2 separate regions of the Bicyclus anynana genome follow, and region 2 is linked to region 1. The links are chromatin contacts, called in public Hi-C maps. All regions are on one chromosome and are shown on one strand. The core of a region is the stretch at or near the end of the contact, and the rest is flanking DNA. Distances in the headings are between cores, read along the strand shown. Region 1 overlaps LOC112056276 (ecdysone 20-monooxygenase). Region 2 holds the start of LOC112056276 (ecdysone 20-monooxygenase).

The links. Hi-C and Micro-C count contacts between places; a contact is called where the count stands out from the background.
Region 2: a Hi-C map of whole larva shows a contact between it and region 1, with 4 times the contacts expected there. The contact joins the promoter of LOC112056276 here to the enhancer-like site in region 1. A contact is called at or near these places in 2 of 2 Hi-C or Micro-C datasets (whole body and whole larva).

The regions. Positions count from the first base shown.
Region 1 is chr22:8,151,976-8,157,558 of ilBicAnyn1.1, reverse strand. LOC112056276 (ecdysone 20-monooxygenase) reads left to right here. Exons shown (of 9, transcript XM_052888367.1): 6 at 1-96; 7 at 2,226-2,459; 8 at 3,347-3,544; 9 at 5,160-5,583. The coding sequence ends at 5,264. Among protein-coding and RNA genes, the nearest start is that of LOC112056278, 7.0 kb to the right of the region's middle. Within about 2 kb of position 3,423, at least 8 of the 8 cell types and tissues checked have open chromatin away from gene starts, as enhancers often do.
Region 2 is chr22:8,214,544-8,220,126 of ilBicAnyn1.1, reverse strand. It overlaps LOC112056276 (ecdysone 20-monooxygenase), which reads left to right and starts at 2,258. Exons shown (of 9, transcript XM_052888367.1): 1 at 2,258-2,482. The coding sequence starts at 2,432.

The DNA of each region.
Region 1 (5,583 bases), core at 2,174-4,673:
CAGGAGATCTTCCTCAAGATCCTCGCCAACCCGGAGCTCGACATGCGAGACAAGAAGGCTGCTGTTATTGACTTTATCACCGCGGGGATTGAGACGGTAACTATCAATTTTTTAACCAATTTAAAAAAAGAGGAGGGTCTCAATTTGACGCATATGATTTTTTTTTAATGTTTGTTACCTCATTACTTCGTCATTTATTAACCAATTTTGAAAATTCTTTTTTTGTTTGAAAGAGTATACTTCCAGATTGGACCCATTGAATTTTCATGAAAATCAGTTAAAAAATTTCGTGTTAAAATGAAAATAACGAAATTACCCGTATTACGCGCTTTCATTCTGTATGCTAGGACACAGTCGTTAATAACAGAAAAATAAAATCTTTTTAATAAAAAAAATTGACCGACTTCAAAATCACAAAAATTAATTAAAAAGCGAAAAAAAACCGTTTGTGCTACATCTGATCGTCACTGGCTTGGTACCGCCTTCAAAGTGCTCAGAAGGTAGCACATGCGATGTTATTAGAAGTCGGTTCAATTTTTTTTTCAAAAGTTGAATTGATTATCTATTCTATATTCATGCTAACTATACAAGTAGTAGTAGTTAGAAATAGACTTACCAATCATTCAGTAGGTATACATAGATGCAAATAGAACACCTTACCCTATTTTCTAAAGGGCAACTGTACTTACAAGTATCAAGCGCTTTGAGGAAAACTAACTAACTCGTTTGCCATGGAAATCCAATCGAATGTCTCTATCAGTGGGTTAAGGTAAAAATCTGTTATTGAATATTGCTCAATAACTAATCGAACGTGATCATTTTGGTTTTTTCCTGGTTCCTCAAAATATCAGAGGAAAATATCTATAGGAAGTAGGTAGGTAATCCTTGTCAAACCGTTGAATTAATTTGTACACATTATTTTCACCCGATAGCATAAAGTATGTACCTAAGTATAATATCTTCAAAGAAAAGAAGCATATAAGACCTAGTTTTACAAGAATTTCTTTTAGCAATTATAGACTTTCATGTTCATGTTATGACAATAATTATTATTATTGTAATTACAACACTTTCGGTGCAATTCATTAAAACTCATGGTTTTTATTAACTAAGCAGTAAGAACTAAGAGGCAATACAAAATTGAGCACTATAATATATACTAATATTTTAAAGAGGAAAGATTTGATTGTTTGTTTGCATTGAATAGGCTCTGAATATATTGAAACGATTAGAAAAAATATTTCATTGTTGGGAAGCTACACCATCCCCGAGTGCATGCATGAATCTTGACATTCTTTTCCCTTTTCTACTTTATTATTCACCAATCAATCAATCAATCAATATTTATTTATTTCAATTAGGCTTAGTTTACAAGCACTTTCGAAACATCAGGTAATAATATTATTAAATAATGGTGATAATAATTAGTCGCAATCTTAAAATTAAATTTACGACGGTCCCAAACGCGCTTTGGTCCGGAAAGAGCCCACAACAAACTTAGCCAGGTTTTTCTTTTTTAGTTTATCGCCATTTACAATTGGTATATAAGTAGCCAGTCATGTAATACATTTTGTACTCCTGTTAGATCCTCACCCTAAAGGTAGACTTCCGTTCTTGGCGACCTGCAACCGCGAGCGCGTCGCACGACCTACTGCTTATTATGAATTTATTTGGAGCAATTAACAAAAGTGGTCGCGCGACACGGTCTCGGTCTTCCTTTAGTGCTCCATATAATTATCTATGGTCACAAGTCGCGGTCGTCAAGAACGGAAGGCTACCTTTACAATAACTTTTTATATAGGTGATGATCATCATCACCTAAACAAAACGTACAAAGTGTTTATTAAACGCAAGCTTTTAGTAAAGTCTTGTTATAGTGTTAATGAGTATTTAAATGATAAAAACTGTGTGTGTGTGTGTCTGACTGTGTGCTTAGTTTTAAATAAGTTTGTAAAGTGGTGGTAAAAAAAAAAATAAACCTTGGCTGAGTTAGTTGTTCTCTTCGTCTCTCTCTCGTCTTCTCGGACCAAGGCGCGTTTGGAACCCTCGTAACTTTAATTTTAAGTTTTCGAATGATTATTATCACCATTGTCTTAAGTTTAATATGACGTTTCGAAAGAGCTCGTAAACTAAGCCTATTTGAAATAAATGAATTTTAATTTTTTTTGATTTGATCTGAACACATTCTTGCGAATAACAATACGATGTACTTATTTATGTTCCAGTTGGCAAACAGCCTGGTCTTCCTGCTATACCTGTTGAGCGGTCGCATGGACTGGCAGCAGAGGATACGCTCAGAGTTACCAGCGTGTGGCGAGCTGCGTGTCGAGGAGTTGTCAGCGGCGCCGTCGGTGCGGGCGGCTGTGAACGAGGCCTTTAGACTGCTGCCCACCGCGCCGTTCCTCGCGAGACTGTTGGACGCGCCCATGACTGTCGGTGACAACCGGCTGCCAGCTGGGGTAAGGTCGTTATGGTTTGATATTTTTCACTTGGTATTATAAAGTAGCAGATTTCATTTATCTTTAACCAATAATAATAGGATGAGACGATAAAGAGGTTACTTTTTGTGAGGTTGTAGAGGTTAATCGCTGGATCTACTGAAGTGTGCTATGATAGCTCAGTGGATATGACCTCTGCCTCCATTTCCGGAGGGTGTGGGTTCGAATCCGGTCTGGGGCATGCACCTCTAACTTTAAAGTTGTGTGCATTTTAACAAATGAATTATCACGTGTCTCAAACGGTGAAAGAAAAATATCGTGGGGAAACCTGCATACCTGGGAATTTTCTTAATTCTCTGCGTGTGTGAAGTCTGCCAATCCGCATTGTGAGCTGAGTTTCCTCTCATTATGAAAGGAGACTCGCGCTCACTAGTGAGTGAGAGAGTGAGCGAATATGGGTTGATAATGATGAATGATGATGATCATAGGCTATATTTTATCCCTGTATTATCACGGGAACGGAAACTACGCAAGTAATATTTACCTATAGGGGTCAATACGGGGTTGTCGAATCGAGATCTCATGGTTTCGAACAAATTAACTTTAGCTGTGTGCCTTGTGGGAGTTTTCAATATTTACATACTGTTACTATCACGAATTTACGCGTTTACTAGATGGCGCTGTTTCAATTCCTGCCATTAGGCCCTCTGCTGAAGTAAATTGTCGTAACAAATAATCCAAGTTGGGAAATTGAGTTTAGGTACCGAAGTATATAGAAAAATAATTTCCTTTTTAATATTATGTCCAAGTCTAAATCTCGGTATCTTTGGTGAGTCCCAGCCACTTTACCGTGAAGCTGTGACGAATGAATGAATGTATGAATTGAATGTTTACATATTTCGCTCCAGACGTTCGTGCTAGCGCACACTGGCGCCGCCTGCCGACGAGAAGAGAACTTCTGGCGCGCGAGCGAGTATCTCCCCGAGCGCTGGATCAACGTCCGCGAACCCCACGCCGCCGGGATCGTTGCGCCGTTCGGCCGCGGCCGGAGGATGTGTCCGGGCAAGAGATTCGTTGAGCTCGAGCTGCATTTGATACTGGCCAAGGTAAGATTAAGCCAGCCACACACCATCAAGTTAATTGTCAAGTCTGTAGAGCTTGTCGGCTTGCTAGCCATACATTAATCAAGTTTACCGTCAAGTGTGGAAGACTTATAAGCTAGCCACACATTGATCAAGTTTACTGTTAAGTCTGCAGGACGCTTATGTTAGCCACCATCAACCGTCAGTCTGCAGGACGCTTACCGGCTTGCCTAGCCACATTCACATTTTGATTAAGTTTACCATCAAGTCTGCAGGAAGCTTATGCTAGCAACATATGATTATACCATCAATCTGCAAGAGGCCTAGCTAGCCACACCAAACCGTCAAGTTTGCAAGACGCTTATGCTAGCCACACATGATCAAACCGTCAAGTCTGCAGGACGCTTATGCTAGCCACACATAATCCAAACTTCAAATCTACGGTACGCTTATGCTAGCCACACTTAATCAAAACCTCAAGTCTGCAGGACGCTTATGCTAACCACATATTGATTAAGTTTATCGCCAAATGTGCACGACGCTTACGCCAGCCCCACATGATCAAGTTTTTCATCAAGTTTGGTGTGCGCTTGAGAATGTTAACCCTTGACTGCGATCTAACCTGCCCTGTAGCCAAGTGGCGCGTCGTTTCTCTTTCTACGATCGCAAACTCTTCGAAAACTAGAAAAATGTATTGGAACGACAGATCTTGATCACGTGACCTATCGATAGCAAATAAATTTCCCCTAACATTTGTCTATTTTACAGGGGCTGATATTAAGTAACGATGCATGTCTAAGATAGAAGCTGGCTTATTAGGAACAGATTAAAGTTTATAATACCTATAACGGTTTCTGCGCGGCATCGTACCGGAACGCTAAATCGCTTGGTGGTACCTACCTATGCCTTTGCCGGTAGGGCATTAACTAAGCAAGGTCTATACCTAGCTACTACCAGACCTGAGTCAATTTACAAAATAATAAATCCTGAAGTTACCCGAGAATCGTACCCAGGACCTCTGAGAACCATAGCACGACCAGCTGAATAAGGTTTCAGGTTCAATTTTAATTAATTATCATATTTGTTAGAGATAAGGAGTTTGATGGACTCATATTTTTCTAGTTGACTCTAATTAGCTGTGGTGATAAACTTTAATGTTCTATGGCTACAGTAAATAAGTAATTTTAAAATTGTTGTTAACCACGATAACGTGTGTAATATTTGCGGCAAAGCGACACAACCACACAAACCAAAGGCCATCCGTGGGTAGCCACCATAATATGGCGGCAAGTAACCATACTTTTATGGTCATCATAGCAGACACAACGATTTACGGTACCACACAACATAGGAAACATAAAACGATAAAGCTAATTTCTTATTTCCGTGTCCGGTACGATGGCGCTGTACTGTCAAATTGGAAATCGTCGTCATACGTAGATAGAGAAGTCAATAGACAGATTGAAAGTATAATCATAAAAGAGCATGACGCGTACCCTTTCTGTAAATATCCCGAATGGCCCGTCACTTTTCCTCTCCCGTATTGTGAGTAAGGTTACATATTTTGCAATTTTCTATATCACTTATGTTATAGTGGAGCATTGAAAACTGATGATGATTAAGTATTCTAATTCCGCAGATATTGCAGCACTGGCGAGTGGAGTACGACGGTGAACTTGACATCCAGTTCGACTTCTTGCTATCGCCGAAGTCACCGGTATCTCTGCGGCTAGTCGAGTGGTGAACCACTGCCCCAGTTGTTATTATTTGCGGCAAGATACTTGCTTTGTCATATTTTATGCTTTTCCACTTTACGTTAACGTTACGATATTACAAAATAGGGGCAAGCACAGACATAAAGAGTTAAACAAATGGGCTTTTTCAGTCTAATATAAGATTTATTTGGAGAAGGAATTGTAGTCGTATTTAGAAGATGAGGTTATTATTCTTTAAAATAATTCTAAGCATGTGGGTTGTTCTAGATTTCTAAGGGCCTTTTGAAGTTTTACGAGTAGTAGTGTGATAATTACAGATGTTAAACAACTTTAATAAATAGACAAGAT
Region 2 (5,583 bases), core at 1,009-3,508, 64 kb before region 1:
GTCTGCCAATCCGCATTCGCATTGGGTGGACTATTGGCCTAAACCCTCTCATTCTCAGAGGAGACTCGAGCTCAGCAGTGAGCCGAATATGGTGATTTATATATCCGATATTTCTTTTTTATTCTTTACAAGTTAGCCCTTGACTACAATTTCACCTGATGGTAAGTGATGATGCAATCTAAGACGGAAAGGGGTTTAACTTGTTTAGTATATATCAGTATTAGTAAAGATATTGTGTGATGGTGAGAACAAACGTCTAGCTGAGGTTATTGTGCCGCGTTTGGCATTTCGCGATTCATTAAAATCATTATTTTAATTTTAGAAGAAAACTAATAAAAGTTAAAGTTTAAAGCCTCAATAGCTCAACGGTAAGAGCGGTCGGATTCATCACCGAGGGGCGGTGGTTCAATCCTCACCCCGTTGGTGTCTATTGTCGAACCCACTCCTAGCACAGTCTTTTCCGACTAGGAGGGAGGATGGATTGGAGGGGAATGGGAATATTGGTCATATTTTAAGATATATGGCAAATATCCTTTTTTTTTTTAAAAAAAAAACCAAATGTATAGTGTTGATATTTCGAAATAAAACCGCCGTTATAACTAAATAAATAAAATTTGAATCCAATTTCAAAATATAATTTCTTAATTAACATAATGAATACGCGGACAAAACCGCGTGAGGGAGCGAGTAAGAAGTAAGATGGAAAAAATGATCTACAAAAAAGGGACAATATTTAACAAGCAATTGATCTTATAAAGGCACACGCGCACGGCCTTGATCTACAATATTTTTGTCGGGCCCTTACATTTAATTTTATTGGACATCAAAGAAAGTAATTTAAGTACACTAGCCGAAGCCCCGCGGTTCCACCCGCGTAGTTCACGTTTCTGTGAGAATAAGGAGGTAAACTATAGCTTATGGCACTCACAAATTACGTGACTTTCTAGTGGTAAAAGAATTTTCAAAATCGGTTCAGTAGATCTAGAGATTACCCCCTACAATACCACAAACTTTACCTCTTTAAAATATTAGTATAGATATAAATTATTAGCGAATGCCCACGACTTGGTGAACGTGAAATTCAGTAATAAATCCTGCGGGAACTTTGGCTTTTCCGGAATTAAAAGTAGCTCAACAACAACTCCTCTGTGTTCCAACGAAAGTCCTATTATAATCGGTTCAGCCGTACTAGCCCAGTCCAGATAAAAAGATAATGAGACAGATAGACAGAAAAATCTTAAATTATTTAAGTTATTTAAGTTTTTTTTTATTATGTTAGTTAATATCGTGTAAATAATAATTAACGTATAATATATTTATGTGTAAATAACTATAATTTTAGTTACATTACACAATACATACAAATTTTTTAAAAGGTTTTTGTTTGTCTGTCTTTTTGTCTCTCAAACAGCTGAGCAGATTTTAATGGGACTCTCAGTGGAATATAGAGGAGGTTGTTGAGCAACGTATACGTTACTTATTATTCCGAAAAATCCAAGGTTCCCGCGGGATTTGTGCAAACTGAATTTTACGTTGTCTATTATTTACATTATAATCGTTTGAGAAAATCCAGTTATTTTGATAACACAATACAGGTACTTCAATTTTATTTAGATACTAGTAGAGGCCGCGCGGTTTCACCCGTGTGGTTCCCGTGTTCCGTAAAATATGGGGATAAAATATAGCCTATAGCAATCGGGGATAGTGTAGCTTCCCAAAGTGAAATAATTTTTCAAATTGTTTCTTATCAGTAGTTTCAGAGCCTATTCGATGCAAACAAACTAACAATTCTTTTAATGATTCAGAAATCCATGTAAGCTTTCAACCCCTACTTCACTACCATGAGGGTTGCATATTAAAATTTTTTGAATCATATTTCGTATTTTTTATGATTATTTAAATTTAAAACTGCAACTCTAAAAATGAAGGACTTTCCATGCAAACTTTCAACCCCACTTTTTTTTCTATGTTCATTCTATTTTTAATTTGGGGTCAAAATGTTCTTTATGTTTTGCTCCAAGGTCCCATTTATCATAATACCAAAATTCACCTTGATCGGTTCAGCCGTGAAAAGGTAACAGACAGACAGACTTACTTTTACATTTATAATATTAAGTATAGCTATAATATGTATTAATGTATTGATGGTCGATTGGTATCCAAATGTCTAAGATCCACAGTTAGCTCGTAGATGTAGAGCATGAAATGGTTCAGCAAGAAGTAGCGAGATAATATATAGGGGCGATCGTCTCGCGGACTCCTCAGTCGCTACTCGCCGGTTCATGCACCCTCAACGTTTGTTGTAGCAGCAGATACGACTATCGGCAAGGAGTTTCTATGTACGGTGATGTTAGTAAACAATAAGTGTATATATATAAAAAGAGCAATTTGATCCCGCTGTCAGTCGTGGTGTGAATTTAAATGGACTATCATGTCTCTTCCGGGTGTCTTCCTTTTTTCACATTACGTGGAAAGCTTTTGGGTGAGTTTTAAAAAATTGTTAAATGTAGATTATATACAGTAGAAAATGTGTTAAATGTAGATTATATAGAACAGTAATGATTTAAAAATATTTAAATATCTAGCAAGTAAATGCATAGTTAATAAATATTAATATTTTACATAATATGTTTTAGTAACTTTTAAAATAACTAAAACATATAATAAGTCACAAGTCACAAGCTAAAGTATATTTCATAACTTTTCGTGTGTGTGGAAGTTATAATTATTTATATAATTATGTACTCAGAATTTGTGTTTAATTATAACAAAATAAATTACATACTAAAGCAAATTTTATAGTGCAGTAAGCGAAAAGATTTTCTTCGTGTCTGTGAAAAAGTTTTCAATGAATGAATTATTATTATTATAGAATTCGTGTTGTTTTAGTGTGTAAAAATTAAAAGAAAACCCTATGAAATATGTAACTGAAGCTTAGTTTAAATGTTTTATTTATTGTAATAATTAAACTAAGTTACATTTAAGTAACTTTTCATTACAAGTTTGTATTTCAGTTTGCGATAAACGTAACGTACATTTCGTGTGCGTAAAAAACGCAAGATTAAAAATTGCAGCATATTAGTGTTTCATGTAGCTACATAAACCATAGAACATTAAACTTTTTCTGTCTGGAGTCTATACATTATTCAGGCATATATTTCTTTTGTATCCACGTTGATTAGACGGTGTTGCGTGTTTTGGAATCGACGTAGAACGTCCGTCGGCTTTGAATTTACTTTTTACGTTGAATTAATTGAGAATGTAACGAAAGCTCTTTTCTTTTTGAATTTGCACTGCGAACAGGTGGACTAGATACTGGATGGAAGATACTAATTAATAGTATTTTTTAATTGCCAAATATTAACTTAGGATTGTGCTCATACATTTCGACTTTACTTACCACCATTCACCACCACAATCATGACATAACTTGACGTTTTAAAAGTGCTTGTAAAGTATTACTAATCGAAATAAAGGAAAATGTACATGTATACAATCCTTACCTACTGTCATTTCCTTCCTCATCTTAAAGAATAATCAATTCTTGTGGATTTCTTTTGTATTAAGAAATTTGTGCAATGTAGATATTGATGAAATAAAAGGATTTAAATTAGGACCAAGATATATATTATGTGTTAAATGATTACCAAAACATTTGCATCATTATTTTTTAAATATATATGGAAAATATTTTCCAAGCCAAAAGATACATTTCAAGATTTTATTATATAAACTTATGGCCAAGTTTAATAAGTTAATTCTACTCCAGAAGTCCATACTCTAACGACAATGAAAAAGAAAATGAGATATCATAGAAAATAATAACATACTCCGTGAAGTGTTGCTTAATAGGCTAGTTGATACTTTTTTAAAATGGTATGGCTTATTATCATTCTACTAGATTGAAAAAAAAAATTTTTTGTGATAATCACATCTCAATAAATGTGATATTTTTTTACGATGATGAATGAAAATTTTTATTTTTATTTTTTTTTTGACAAAACGATCCCAAACGCAAGTGGATGACCGTTTTTGAAGTTTGGTAAATAGGAAAACAATACACCATTTTTAAATTTAGTTTTAAAATCCTTAACTTTTATTAATGAATATCGATATATTTTGGACCTATAATCCACGTACTACACGAAATCAATATTGTTTATACTTATACCTAGTTGTAGTTGATTTTGGCGTCTAAACTCCAAAATGTACCCCAGCACTGCCGAATTATAGGGATGTATTGCACAGACTAGACTTTTGTCCTGAGGCAATGTGCTCTCACTGCACGGCGAAACGAATAAAAGCTCAGTCTGTGTACTTACCAGCGGCGAAGAGTCCAAGCAAACCGATTCCCGCTAGGTTACCTTTTAAAAAAATCATACATAGTCATTGTTGTAATAAATATAAATATGAATGGATATACGAGAAACCGGAGTCTGTATCACGCTGTTTGAATTTCCTTTTCTTAACAACCAGACTTAACCAAAATATTAAGCAATTTTGTAATTTAAACGGCTTGAATTGATACATCAATTGTTTGGCTTGGGTTAGCACTGTCTTCAAAGATTCAGAAGATAGCACATACGATGCTATTTTTCGCTTTTTAGTTTAGTGGTTAATTTTTGTGTTGGAAGTCGGTTGATTTTTTTAATTATTAGTCACTAATAATCTTCATTCAACAATCAACGTTGAAGGAAAAACTTCGTGAGGAAACCTGCATACCAGAGAATTTTCTTAATTCTCTGCGTGTGTGAAGTCTGCCAATCCGCATTGGGCCAGCGTGGTGGACTAAGGCATAACGCCTCTCATTCACAGGAGACTCGAGCTCAGAAGTGAACCGAACATGGGTTGATAATGGTGATGATGATGAATCCTCATTAGGCAATTGAGCACGATTCTCCTCTCAGAATGACAGGGGTTATGCTAAAAATCCACCACGCTGCCCAATGCGAATTGGCAGGCTTCACACTCTTAGAGAATTAAGAAAATGCTCAGGAATGATTTCCGCCTTGATAGCCCAGTGGAAATGAACATGAAGATGAAGGAAAAACAATGTGAGGAAATCTGCATACCAGAGATTTTTCTTAATTCTTTCATCCTTAACAGTGAGCCGAATATGAGTTGATAATGATTTCCTCACCATTTGAGACACGTGCTATTTATAATATCTTAAAATACACATAACTCAAAAGTTGGAGGTATATGCCCCGGACTGGATTCTTTGGATTCGGACCTACGGCCTCCGTGGCAGAGGTCATATCCACTGGGCTATCACGTCTACAATAAACTTTTTACTTATGTGAAACTCGTTCTAGCTGAAAAAACATGTAGGTGGACGATCAACGGTTAAATGGTGAGTGGGTAACATAAAGAATGCGCGATCCAATGTTCTACAGACATAAATTTTATGCGATTACAATTATGAAAATTTCCTTGCTCATCCATAAAGCTGGGACACGGTTGAAAGGGTTTCTTTAAAGTTCATAGCTTCTTGCACATCGGGTTTTAAAGATCAGTCTAGTTCAAATGATATGAGTATTTGACACGTAATATATCGGTGGGTTTAGGAAGGTAGGTTTCTGA